4 separate regions of the Hordeum vulgare genome follow, and regions 2, 3 and 4 are each linked to region 1. The links are chromatin contacts, called in public Hi-C maps. All regions are on one chromosome and are shown on one strand. The core of a region is the stretch at or near the end of the contact, and the rest is flanking DNA. Distances in the headings are between cores, read along the strand shown.

What was found. A called contact is a pair of places that touch in the nucleus more often than the background predicts.
Region 2: a contact with region 1 is called in a Hi-C map of seedling, with 7 times the contacts expected there. The contact joins the promoter of LOC123443711 here to the promoter of LOC123443708 in region 1. A contact is called at or near these places in 2 of 6 Hi-C or Micro-C datasets (leaf and seedling).
Region 3: a contact with region 1 is called in a Hi-C map of leaf, with 4 times the contacts expected there. The contact joins the promoter of LOC123443707 here to the promoter of LOC123443708 in region 1. A contact is called at or near these places in 2 of 6 Hi-C or Micro-C datasets (leaf and seedling).
Region 4: a Hi-C map of leaf shows a contact between it and region 1, with 5 times the contacts expected there. The contact joins the enhancer-like site here to the promoter of LOC123443708 in region 1. A contact is called at or near these places in 3 of 6 Hi-C or Micro-C datasets (leaf and seedling).

Annotation. Positions count from the first base shown.
Region 1 is chr3H:308,683,607-308,686,834 of MorexV3_pseudomolecules_assembly, reverse strand. LOC123443708 (vacuolar-processing enzyme-like) reads right to left here and starts at 1,668. Exons shown (of 9, transcript XM_045120208.1): 1 at 1,361-1,668; 2 at 456-620; 3 at 1-94. The coding sequence starts at 1,555.
Region 2 is chr3H:309,568,215-309,571,442 of MorexV3_pseudomolecules_assembly, reverse strand. LOC123443711 (protein transport protein Sec61 subunit beta-like) reads left to right here and starts at 1,765. Exons shown (of 2, transcript XM_045120210.1): 1 at 1,765-1,869.
Region 3 is chr3H:307,883,655-307,886,882 of MorexV3_pseudomolecules_assembly, reverse strand. It overlaps LOC123443707 (pentatricopeptide repeat-containing protein At1g10910, chloroplastic), which reads right to left and starts at 1,587. Exons shown (of 10, transcript XM_045120207.1): 1 at 1,285-1,587; 2 at 1,040-1,124. The coding sequence starts at 1,499.
Region 4 is chr3H:307,922,357-307,925,584 of MorexV3_pseudomolecules_assembly, reverse strand. No RefSeq gene overlaps it. Among protein-coding and RNA genes, the nearest start is that of LOC123443707, 39 kb to the right of the region's middle. Within about 2 kb of position 1,439, at least 1 of the 3 cell types and tissues checked has open chromatin away from gene starts, as enhancers often do. A contact at or near this core is called in leaf, where this site is marked.

The DNA.
Region 1 (3,228 bases), core at 419-2,918:
CCACGACTTTGCCGCTCCCACCATTCACAGCAGTTTTATTACCGAGCAGGACAGCAAAGAAGTTCTTGACATTAACCTCCTTCCCAGTGTAGTCCTACAGTCGGAACAGAAATGTTCAGTCGAACAGATGGCAAATTGTGGATAGGGATGCATGATCATTAGAACTGGTTCATTCCATTAAGATGTTGACATTATCACATAGAAAGTTGGCCTTCTTCTTACCCACGACCAATTGGAAAATAGCATAAAGACTGATAAAATTTAGACATTCAATCATTTTCAACAAGGTGCAAACTGCTACTGAAATTACCGTTTGTGTAATTTCTAAAATATTACATTCACATTTTTCTGCAACCATCAAAGAGTTTGTAACACCCAGTAAGGTAATCTACCAATCTTAGATTTTTACTGCATCAACAATTACTGGAAAAATTTCCTTGAAGACGCGTGATTACCTTAGGGACCCCAGCATAGACATCTCCACCCTGGGGGTGGTTGATGATGACGCCCGGCCTTGGGTTCTCTGGGTTGCGCGCAATGTCGTCGTACATGAAAACGATGATGTTTTCATCCTTGAGACCACCCTTCTTCATGATCTGGTAGGCGTGGCAGATATCGGCCTGCAAAGTGCAAAATTCGGGTCCACAAATCAAACACAGTACTTAATTATCGTCACTAACCCCTCCCAATTTCATCGTCATGGTGGTACTGTACTATCAAGTGTACAAAAAAACACACACAGCTGAATTCGTGTTCAAAGAGCCTGCCAGTACGTAGCAACAACAAAATCATTTTGGCTGAGCAGTGCAGTTAATTATATCATTACGTTTTATACCATATATACAGACAAAATAGTAGCATAAGGAACCGTACTTATTAGTGGGTGGAACCACAAGGGTTGTACTACAATAATACACACTCATCTTATCAGTGTGTGGAGCCTCCTTTTCTATTAAAAAAAAAATCAGTGGGTGGAGCCCGTAACAAAAACGCAGGCCATATGTACGATATTTAATTTTATTTTTCCAGTTTATATGCCAAATGAGATGTACAAGAAATCGTTCTTAAACCAAGTATTTGCCTCACGGCGATATGGCACCGCGCCAATATCATCATCATATTAACAGGGTTCGCTAATCATAGTCCAATTTTGGTAGGATTACTCAACGCGTCAACCACGCAAAATAGGAGGGAACAATCAGGAACACGCAGCGACACCAAACGGAACATTTTTTTTCCAACCTATTGTTTCGGCGATGCACACCAGGGAATTAACCGACAGGAAGACAAAATAGGAACGGAAAATCGAGGATCGCGGAGATGCAAACGAGCAAAGAGTAGTATAATAGCGCGTGCTCACCTGGTGGCGGTAGTTGTAGTAGCCGTTGGAGCCGGCGATGAGGACGGCCCACCTGGTCCCGACGGAGTCATCGTCCTCCTGCCCGGCGGCGCGCTGCGACGGCAGCCGGATGGTGGGCTCAAGCCGTGGGGTCCGCGCGTGCGCCACGGAGAGCAGGAGCGCGAGAGGAAGGAGGCGGAAGGACGCCATCGCCATGGATGGTGTTTGGGGTTTGGATTCCGTGAAGACGCGAATTGGGAGGAGGAAGGGGTTTAATTCGGGATGGGGCAAGGGGAAAGCCTCCAACGTCTCCTTTTATTATGCGCCGGCGCTGCAGGGTATCTTTTCTTATTCAATATATGGCGCTCGTAGGTGGGACCTGCTACTAAGGCTGTGTTCGGCACTCCTCCACCGTGTAGAGGAGGGCCGCTCATCCTATTAGCTACTCCCTCCGTTTCTAAATATAATTCTTTTAAGAAATTTTATTAGGGGTCTACATACAGAGCAAAATAAGTGACTCTACACTTTAAAGTATGTCTATATACATCCGTATGTAATTCACTAGTGGAACCTTTAAAAAGACTTATAATTAGGAACGGATGGAGTACTTCCTAAATTACAAGTGCACAACGCCCCGCTCCGCTCTGCAGAGCAAAGGGAGTTCGTACAATTTCTAAGTAAGTGGGATTTATTTTATAGGCACTGCTATGAATCAGTTGGATGATTCCCCGACTTCCTTCTTCGTATCCTCGGCATTGCAGTTTTTCATGGCAGAATCAACGACGTAGCTTCCATGGCAACATCAACGGCGTCGCCGGCATACCGTTGCAACCCCGCCGTCACTCCATTGCAACCTCAATGGAGTTTCGACGACCCTCCGGTGTGCTTGACTGCAGCTGCAATACGCTTCACTACAACTCCGACGGCTCCATTGCAATCTCGACGAAGTTTCCACGACCCTCCGACATGCATCACTACACCTACGGCGAAGCTTCACTGCAATTTTGGCGATGCTTACACACCCGGAGAGTGCTCCAATGTTGTTCCGCCGCCGGCACACAACACCATGCCCCATTGCATTGCACTGGAGCTCCGTCAGTCACCGACTTGTTTCACTGCACTACAGCTCCATGGTCGTTGCACTGCAACTCCGCCGCTGACGCACGGCCCCGTGGTCGTTGAACTGCAGTTCCGCAGCTGACGCGTAGAACCATTGCCGTTGTAGTGCAGCTCCTCCACCCACCACTGGCATGTTGCATTGCATCTACACCATCGCGGCGCGGCAGCAGCCCGTTGAACTGCACCTCTTCCACCAGCTTCACTTCAACAACCAGTCTGATTTGTTACGTGCCGGTGGAACACGAGCTGTCGCAGCGCAGAAATTCGTGAGTACTACGATGGAGATCCACGACTGGGAGAAAGGCAGGGGATGAACATCAAAGGCGGGGATGCAGCACGACGGCAACGGGATGCAGCAGGGCGGGCGACAGGATACAACACGACAGGCGATGGGATGCTACGACGGTGTTGTGATGAAGCACACGGCAACACGACGATGATGACGGCATGCTGCGACGGGATGCAGCACGCCGCCGGCGAGCTGCTCCAACCCAGCAGGAGCGAGGCCATGGCGGATGCACACGGCGACGACGGAGCACATGAAAGAGAGAAGCGAGCATGGAAGAGAGGAGCGAGTATGGAAGGGAGAAGCAAGTGTGGTTCATGGCAGAGAGCGGACGGGGAAGAAAAGGGGATCTGGCTCAGGAAAGGATAAGTAAGGAGAGCGTGGGCGGTAGGCGGGCTACACGTGGCGAGCATAGGGGGCGGTTTACGTGAGACTAAAATCAGCCGGCTTAATATAAACATTTTCCTTATTCTATTCTGTCAAA
Region 2 (3,228 bases), core at 516-3,015, 880 kb before region 1:
GCTCAAGACCTTCGCCTCCTCCGCCCGCGCCCATACCATCGCCCGTCCGTGGAGTCACAAGCATACTGGATGCAGGTGGATCAGCCGCCGTTGCACCCCTCTTCTTGGGGGCCATGGCGACGAAGGTGATGAAGAAACTAACGCGCCGATTGCTAGGTCACGTTAGCGCAACCTCTTCCCCCCTACCTGGCGTGCCAAAGATGTCGGGGAAACAAACGACACCTATGGGATCGCGTGGATCCCTTTATGGTTCGGCGGGGAGAGAGGATCGCACCATGAGCAGAACCAACGATCAGCGCAAGGGGAGTTTTTACCGACGTTCGGGCCGCTGAGAAGCGTAAAACTCTACTCCTGGCTTAGGTGTATTGTATGTGTTCATGGTTTTGGCTACAAGAGCGCTATGTGTTACACAACAGCTACGCAAAGAGTCTAAACCATAGACTGAGAGTAGATGCGAGAGTATCTGTCCGAGACTATATGTGTGAGACTCGATCAGACCCCCCCCCTAAGCTATGCCTTGGGCCTCCTTTTATATGTCAAAGGGGTCACCAACAATGGCGTAACAGGACACCCACGAGGTGCACAGTTAACTGTGCACGCACGGGGTGTACAACTATTATAGTGTTTACTGACGGTTTAAGACAGACGCATTAAACGCTCTGTCACGCATCCGTGACCTTGTGTGACACGGGACAGGGACGCGTCCCATTGGCACTGCTCAACCCCCAGATGTCGCTCGACACGTACCCAGGAGGAACGACACCTGGCCGCTGCGCTGGAGCAGTGGCAGGTTGGTGGGATCTTGCCGGGTGCACGTCTTGTTGGGGCTCCGCTAGCTTCCCCGACAAGGATCTTGTCGGGATCCCTGCCTCTGGTCTTTAGTCTTCTAGTCGTTGGCTTGAACGTCTTCTTGATATCTTCGTACTTGCCTTTAGCTGTCCTCCGACAGGCTTTGCCGCGGGTGTGGCTACAACTGCCCGTGCACAAGTAAGGGGTGCTAAAGGCCCAAACTTTAGTGCCATGTCTTCCTAGTGTTATATGGCAACTGAGTGAAACAGTCGTGTGTGCATGCGTGTGAGTTGCCATGTCTTCCAAGTGTTACATGACAACTTAGTGAAACTGTCGTGCCCGAATGCGTGCGAGTTGACATGTCTTCCTCGTGACAACTGAGTGGAACTGCCATGCCCGCATGCCTGTCAGTTGTCATGTCTTCTCCATGTCAAATGAGTGGAACTGGCCGTGACCACATGCGTGTGAGTTGCCATGTCTTACGAGTGTTACATGGCAAGTGAGTGAAACTGACCACGTTCGCTTGCCTGTCAGTTGCCATGTCTTCTAAATGTTACATGACAACTGAGTGAAACTGTCACGCGGGGGCATGCGTAACCGCGAGGTGGCAGGCCGGATGTACGGGTCGTCAGGTAGGAGACCGGACGTGTTGACGTTAGCTGTTTTGCTCACCGAGAGACGTATGTGCTGTTTTCCTTACACATTATACGAAATGTAGAGGCAACACTCCTTAACGCACATACGTGTGGGCGTTAATTACGGTCAACTTTAAGAAAAAAAGGTACGCGAGGCAGACCTTTGGACGAGATAATTACGGTCAACTTTGCTGGCGGGCGACTTGAGACCCGGTAGCCAGGCGAACGGCCTTGATCGACGAATGGGGAAGCGCATCGTCCAATCAGATCGCGCGGGCCACGTCACGCAGCGCGAGCGGACTTTGGGCTCGACCCGACCCGGAATGCGGCTAGGCTGTGCGTAGATATAAGGGACACGCACAGCACGGAGAGTATTCCGCGCTCGAATTTCACGCACCAGGTTTGGAAGCCAGACGGACAAGAGCAGGATCAGCGAGTTCGTCAGGTACGCGCGCGTAATCCTCCCGTCTCATCGTCACCATGCTCGATTGATTGATCCCCCGCCTGCGCGTCGTGTGTCCGGACAAGATACGTTACCTTGCTGTCTCTTTGTGGTTTAGATCGCCTCGGCTTGCGTCCTATACATAGGGAGTTCAGATTTGGTGAGATCTTGATGAGATTTCGGTTCCTTTGATCCGTTTGATGGATGCATGGTTGGGAGTCGGAATATGTGTGCCGATCCGCCCGTGTTTCTCTGATTCTTGTTCGATCGCGTTTTCATCCGTAGATTTGTGGTTTCGTAGATTCAGGTTGGGCGTAGGAGATTTATTATGTTCCGTATGATCAGTGCGACCCGTTTATATGTGGTTGGATAATTTTCGCCCTATATATTTGAATTCCCAATTCGATCCATGCTAACATCCAAATTTCACTGTTTGTGTTATTACTTTACCTGACATGTGGTTCTAAGGTGCTGGCATCCAGATCAGTGAAAAAATTAGGCACGCGATAGCAGCATAATGTTTCGCTAAATAAACCAGTGTATAATCATATTTAAAGGGCAATGCTATTTTTGTAATTGATCCGTACAGCCTACTTAGATTGAAAAAGAGTACAGTACTCTGATCAGATATACACCTTCTTAAGACACTGAAGTTTAAAATGGATCAATCTGAGGATTTAGAAAATTATGGTTGAGTAGTATTTATCAAATTTATTCTTCCCTTTACTGGCAAGACTCTAATTTTCACTAAAAATTGCGTATAGATAATGTAAAATAATTCTCCTGGTGTCTTGATGATTTATAATTTTGTTTTCGTGTCACCCCACACTGAATAAGTGTCAGCTAACTGTTGAAGAAATTCAGTTTTTTGTCTGACAACACATGAACACAGTTTGTTGACAAAATTCAGTCTTTTATTCTGACTAAATCATAGGATTCTGTGAAGGTAGCTTAACTTCATCACAGCTCATGTTATACCTGGAACTAACCATGGTATATTATTTTCATTTCCATAGGTTTTCAATCAAGTTACTTTCCAATAGTAAGTTTGTAGCCTCCAACAAATTGATGTAGCAGTTTAGCTATGCATCTTAGGCCATGTTTGGAACCATAATAGATTATGATAATCTGGATTATGAAGATAGATTATATAATCTGGTTTATAAAAATAATCTAGGTGGACATGTTTGGAGGCCAGATTATATAAACTGTAATCCAGGTTTTACATTGCATAATGACTTGTCTATCCTTTGTTTGTTTTTTTTGAAAAAAGAGAAGGGTGGCGGTGGTAGGAATGTAATTATCTCCAACTTTATAAGGGTAATGGGTCATCAGCAATCCATAATCTGATTTTAGCTGGTA
Region 3 (3,228 bases), core at 338-2,837, 800 kb after region 1:
GTGGTTGACAGCATTTCCAAACCACTCACATTGTACTGCGATAATTAACCCATAGTTTTCTATGCCAATAACAACAAGTCAAGTGTTGCTGCCAGGCACATTGACCTAAAGAATCGTGTTGTTCAACATAGAATCCAGGATCAAACTATTAATGTTAAGCATATTAGTACGACACGTATGCTTGCTGATCCGCTCACTAAAGGCTTACCACCCAATATATTTCGTGAGCATGTAGCCGGCATGGGATTATTGGAAGCCTCTTAATTCTGGAGTTATGGGACCACTAATATAACCACTCCCCATTAAGTAATATGTATTCCGCTTCGAAATAGGATGAGTGCTATGAGTATGGCGGTTCAATGGCATTTCATTTGTCGTTGTAACACCCTACTCTGGTATATCATTCCTATGGAGAATGGACAAAAGTTAATGAGCCTAACGATCAAGGGGGAGAATGTTGGTATTTGATCTAAGGCCCAACGGGCTGCAGAGAAAAGAAAGAAAGAAAAATAAAGATAAAGGATAATCAGAAAGTAACGTGAAAGGGAGGGGGCACGGTCCAATAAACGTTTCCCTCGTCACAACAGAAGCGCCCTGATCGGGGGCACCCTAACCAACGTGGTTTTGGTCCCCTGTCGCTAGCGCACATAAAAGGGTGGGGAGCAGCCGGCACCTGCGTGCGAGATTGATTCACGTACGGTCCACTACTGCTCCCTACATCCCTAAAACCCTAACCGATCTAGGGGAGCGCTGCACGATGGGAAGATCATCTCCAAGCTCTCCCCCTGTTCCAGGACAGTGCAGGTGGCGCCCGGAGGGACGCCGCTACCTGCTACGACTGTCTGCCCCGAGCCTGCATCACGCCTGCATCGAGCAGGCACGGGACTTCGCATCGACTACACCAATGGCCTCTTCCATTGGTGGTAAGAACCCCATCTTCCCTTCTGTTTTATCTTATCTTCAGGTGATCTAAACGACTGGGCTAATTGTTAAGTCTATCAATGCTGGCATAATTCACGTTTGCCGACAACTGGAGTACCTTGGAAAGCACATCCCATCGCCTGATTTCTCCAAAGTGGCGCAAGATTACGTTGCAGTCCTGTGTCTGCAGCACATCCTCAAATCTGTAACAGAATTCGCAGGGTTTAGGTTCAACTCTGATTAGCAGTAGCCCATTTCTATTGCCCATAGTACGCAAGTGGGATAATTCAAATGGTACAGCAGCTGAGCTTAAAGTGGGGAATCACTACAACGACAGGAAACGAATGCTGCCGGTATGTGTACCTGGTTAGGGCGGCGACGGGTTCGGGAGCGGCCTTGACCTCAGCGACGGCGTTGCGCCGGGGGGACGGCCGCTGGGCTCTAGGGACTTTACGTGCTTCCAGTGCCTGATTGGCGGTGCGGGCAGAAGGGACGCTACGCGTGCGGGAGCAGGACGCCGCAGTCGCTGGCGGGGAGAGGAAGCGGGAGGTGGCTAGCGGCAAGGACGCGGCTTCCATCTCGCCTGAGTACGAGCGAGCAGAGCGGAGTGTCGTCTCGTTCGCCGGTACGGGAGGGTGGGATGTGTCCGTCCACACCAATATCGTCTGAGTTTCTCCATGGGCTCCATTCCTGGCGTCAACACTTTCGGCCCAGGAGTTTCCGTGGAATACTGCAGCCCTGGCTACACCCCCCAAAACAAAAGTATCTCAAATCGACTTATTGGTAGGAGAAAAATTCATTGTAGGTGTTCATAGTTTGTTTTAATGGTTACTTTAGTTTATATAGTTGTAAATATTTGAAATACGGTCTTCATAATTGTCCTAGGGGTTCACATACGGTCCATAATATAATTTTGTATATGTATTTGCTAATTGGGCTCTTGACTAGCCTCTCCACACGTGCGTTAACTGCTAACTCAGCTACGGTCAGTCGTACAGCTGCTATACACGAGGAATCGAGTGGTGCTTTTGCAAAATCACACGAATCACCAAAAATCACCCATTCTGGTGGGGATGTCGCGGATCACAAAATCACATGACTACGCCCCCACAGCCTTCACCTCCTCGCTCTACGCGTTCGGCATGGTGGGGACGCTCGTGGCGAACACCTCTAGTCGTCCGTCCGTCCACCGCACTCTGGTAGGGGCTTCTTCTTCTTCTTCACGTCCGATTTCAACAAAAAGGAAACCAAGAAACCAAAACAAAGATCACGGTCGTTGATCGTCGTTCCTCGCCGGCACCATCATCAGAAGCGCGCTTTCTCGAACCCGTGCACGTCGCTCACCCGGTTCATGGACTTGCGCACGATGGTCGCCTTTGCCTGATGCTCCGCTGTGCGCCATGCTGATGTTGGGGTCAGCGGCTCGCTCCCCATCCTCCTCCGCCCGACGATGCCCGCGGCGTGCCCGAGGGCGTCGCTGACGGGACGTGAGCGTCGTCGGCTGCTGCTGGCTGCGCCGCCACCGCATGTTGCTCACCTCCGTGTCCAGCCCGCCCAGCAGGTCATGTTGCTACTGCGTCGGCGGGGACTGCACCACCAGCCTCTATGCCGACGATAACAGATGTGTCACCGTCGAGAAGTCGCTCAGCTCCGCCAGCCGCCGCGACTCCGCCACGACGTGGGTGGCCACAAACAGGTCATGGTGCCCCTACTACGAGGAGGTGGCGGTGGAGCCACCGTCGCCGCCGTCGTCGTGGAGCAGGGAAACGAGCAGCGGATGATCGGCACCATGCACCATCTCCTACGATGTCGTGTTGCAGTAACCGCACCAGACGAACAACGAGTGCGGGTGGCCGTGTTGCACGCCCAGCAGCCCCCGTAGCTCCACCAGCAGCTCCCGCTCCTCCTCTGCGTACATCTCACCGAGCCGCACACTGACTCGTTGAGGACAGACCCGCCATTGTTGCCGGCGCCGCCAGCCCCATAGTACACCGCCATGATTTCCCCTGTTGGTAATATGCCCTAGAGGCAATGATAAAATAGTTATTATTATATTTCCTGTTTCAAGATAATCGTTTATTATCCATGCTATAATTGTATTGAATGAAAGCATAGATACATGTGTGGATATATAGACAAAACTACGTCCCTAGTAAGCCTCTAGTTGACTAGCCAGTTGATCAAGGATGGTTAAGGTTTTCTGACCATATGCAAGTGTTGTCAGTTGATGACTGGATCACATCATTAGGAGAATGATGTGATGGACAAGACCCAAACTATGAACGTAGCATGTGATCGTGTCATTTT
Region 4 (3,228 bases), core at 190-2,689, 760 kb after region 1:
TAGCCCGCTATCCCTACCCGAGCCGTCGTCCCGCGCCAACAGAGCACCGCGCACAAGGGAAACAGAGCCCCGTCTCCGCCTACGTTGGTTGGGCTTTGCCCGTCGGCTCCCTGCGGCGGCGGCGGGGGGGAGAGACGGGAAGGGAGGAGGAGGGGTCGTCGCTAGGGTTTGCATCTGGTCGCCTGTAGGGACGACACGGGAGGGGTGGAGGGAGGACTTTTCGCCTGTTTTCACATGAAAGGTAAGAGTGTATAATAAGATGTGAACCATATCAACTAGTTGCCTAATTAACTCTTACTTTTTTACCACAATGTAAAAAGATAAAGTAAGAGGCAACATGTTAAAATTTGCCAAAAACATATAGACCGGCTGGCCGACTCGTGTAAGGGGATAAGGGGTAGCGATGAGTGGTGACCATGGTGGGCTTGTTTAGATAATAGTATGTCAAGCTTCTTTACTAATTAAACATCAAAATTACAGCTTAATTCATCTAGCAAACATAGTTGGTCCCTCCTTGATTTTGTCCAAGCTTTGCCACTGTCACATACAACACTCTTTTCATATCACCATGCTAAGATAATCAAGACGAAACTTGAACAAATGAAAATGAAAATGTGGACCAAATTGAGGTTCACAACAATACTGTATAATCCTTGAAATTTAATAAACCAACTTCCCAAATAAATATATCGATATTTTTCCACCAAAAATCTGTCTGGGTTCAATGAACTTGATTTTATGGTGCTATTTGCAGGAAAGCAGACGACCACCGGTTGGTGATCACAATGTATCTCACAGGACAAACAAATACATGTCTCGAAGTTCTAAAACCAGGGTAAGCGACAAGATTCTCTCTTAAGCCAGATAAAGCAAATATGCAAGAATGTATGTGGACTCACATTGATATGGCAGTTTTTTAATTAAATAGATCCAGTTAATTTACTGTCAGTAGTTCAATCATAGAGAACCCTCTATCTAGCTAACCATGAATATACAATATCTTAGTGAAAGAGACGTGTGAATAATAAAATATATTCTGTCTCAGTCCTAAAAGTTGACAAAATTGCCAACTTACTATCACCTCATGTTGTCTATTCACCCGTTGTTTGCCTTTCAAAAAAGAAAATAATAATATTGCACAATTAACTATAACCCTGTGAAAAAAGAATCTAGTGAATATAGGCACAACTATACATGGGCATATGTCCGGCCAGGCTTCAGGCCGGACCAAAAAAAACCGATGCTGAAAACCCAGCCCGAGCCCGGCCCGGCCCAACTGTCGGGTTTAAATATTGGGCCCAAGCCCGACAAAGCCCGACAATGCCCGTTTGGCCTGGCCCGTTCACGACTTAATTTTTGTTTTCTATGGGCCAGAGCCAGGTCGGCCCGACTATAGGGCTTCATTTCTAGGCCCGTGCCCGACCCGATGGCATGGCTAGGCCCGGCCCAGCCTCGGATTTTTGTGTCGGGTCGGGTCGGGCCGTCCAGGCTAGGCTGTCCATGACCAGGTATAGGCACAACAAAGTAAACTGACTTCTTGGAGCGTAACAAAAGAAAAGAACATGGTATCCTCTCGCTTTCCACAAAATTTATGGAATCTCCAACTTTTGTTTACTAGAAAAATTATGGAATCTCCAACTTACTTTCCTTTACTGTTTCGAAAAATAAATCACTTTTTCTGTCTGTACTTACCATTTTAAAGGGATATAAAACCCATTAGCTAAATCCAGACTAAATAAAAATCTGAACACCGGCAATATATGGTCAGTACTAAGGGCAGATTTTCCCCCATTATGCATCCATTTGCAATGCCTATACACAAACTTCAATAATATTGCAATGGTGCCCAATCAGTGCGCCAACCTTGGTTTGGCCCGCATCACCCAGGGGTTGCCAGCTATCAAGGCTTCCTTTCCGCTCCGATATTTTGGGGCTCCCACTCTGGGTGTGGAAGTTGCAGCTTGTTGACCTGCAATTTCTTGTAGACAAGGTGGCAAGCAAATTGACAACTTATTAGGGCCAAAACATCACCACCATCGGGCGTGCAGCGTTTGTCAAGTTGGTGCTCGCTTCTCAAGTGATCTACTCCCTCCGTAAACTGATATAAAAGCATTTAGATCACTATTTTAGTTATCTAAACACTCTTATATTAGTTTACAGAGGGAGTACTTCATTACGCCCCTTGTCGTCCAACCTACGATCCTGCAGAACATTGACAAACTTAAGCGGACCTTCCTGTGGTCAGGGTCCGAAAAGACAACAGAAGCAAAATGCAAGGTCAATTGGGACATGGTTAGTCGTTTGCTTATGGTGGACATGGGGTCCTCAACACCAACAAGTTCGTACGGGGCCTGCGCTTGCGGTGGCCTTGGTACGAGTGGAAGGATCCCACAAAGTTGTGGATAGGGAGTGGGAACCCGTGCGACATGGAAGACCTTGAGTTCTTCTATGCTTGTACTACCGTTACGGTCGGGAATGGTGCAAGGACTCCATTATGAGACTCTCCTTGGCTTCTAGGCCGCAAGCCTAAGCATATCGCTCAGCTCATTTTTCAGTCCTCCTCCCGTTAGCGTTGGAAGGTACAGGAGGCCCTTAAGGAAAGCGTGTGGATCCTCAAAATCAAACCGCCTTCATTGGTTTCCATTGAGCATGTCACACAATTCTTTACCCTTTGGATGCTTTTACATGAGGTGCAGCTTGATGAGCGTTTGGAAGGTGTGGGCACCACCGGAAGTCAAGTTCTTTGTCTGGCTTGCACTTCAAGACAGGCTCTGGACGGCTGGCAGATTGGATAAGCGAGGATGCCCAAATTGTGGCCCTTGCCCCCTCACAGAAATGTGGTTCACATCTTTTCTTTAGATGTCGTTAATCTCTCAGGCTTTAGAACTTGGTGATTCAGAAAATTCGCATCCACGACCTCGACACATCCGCCTGGCACTTGTTCGACTCCGTTGAGGCGTGGTGGTCGAGCGTGAGCGTCGTGGGCATCGTCGACCGAAAAGCAAAGGCATCGATCACCATGTTAGTGTCATGGGTCATATGTAACGAGCGTAATGCAAGAGTGTTCTAGCAAAAGAGCGCACCTCCACAAATCTTGCTCAACCTCATTGTCGATGAGGCCAATCTTTGGATGAAAGCCGGGGCAAAGAAGCTAGGGTCTTTCTTATTGCGCGAATAAGGGCAAGACTTGTAAATTCTCGTACGAGAAAAACCTTCCTCCTCCCTCCC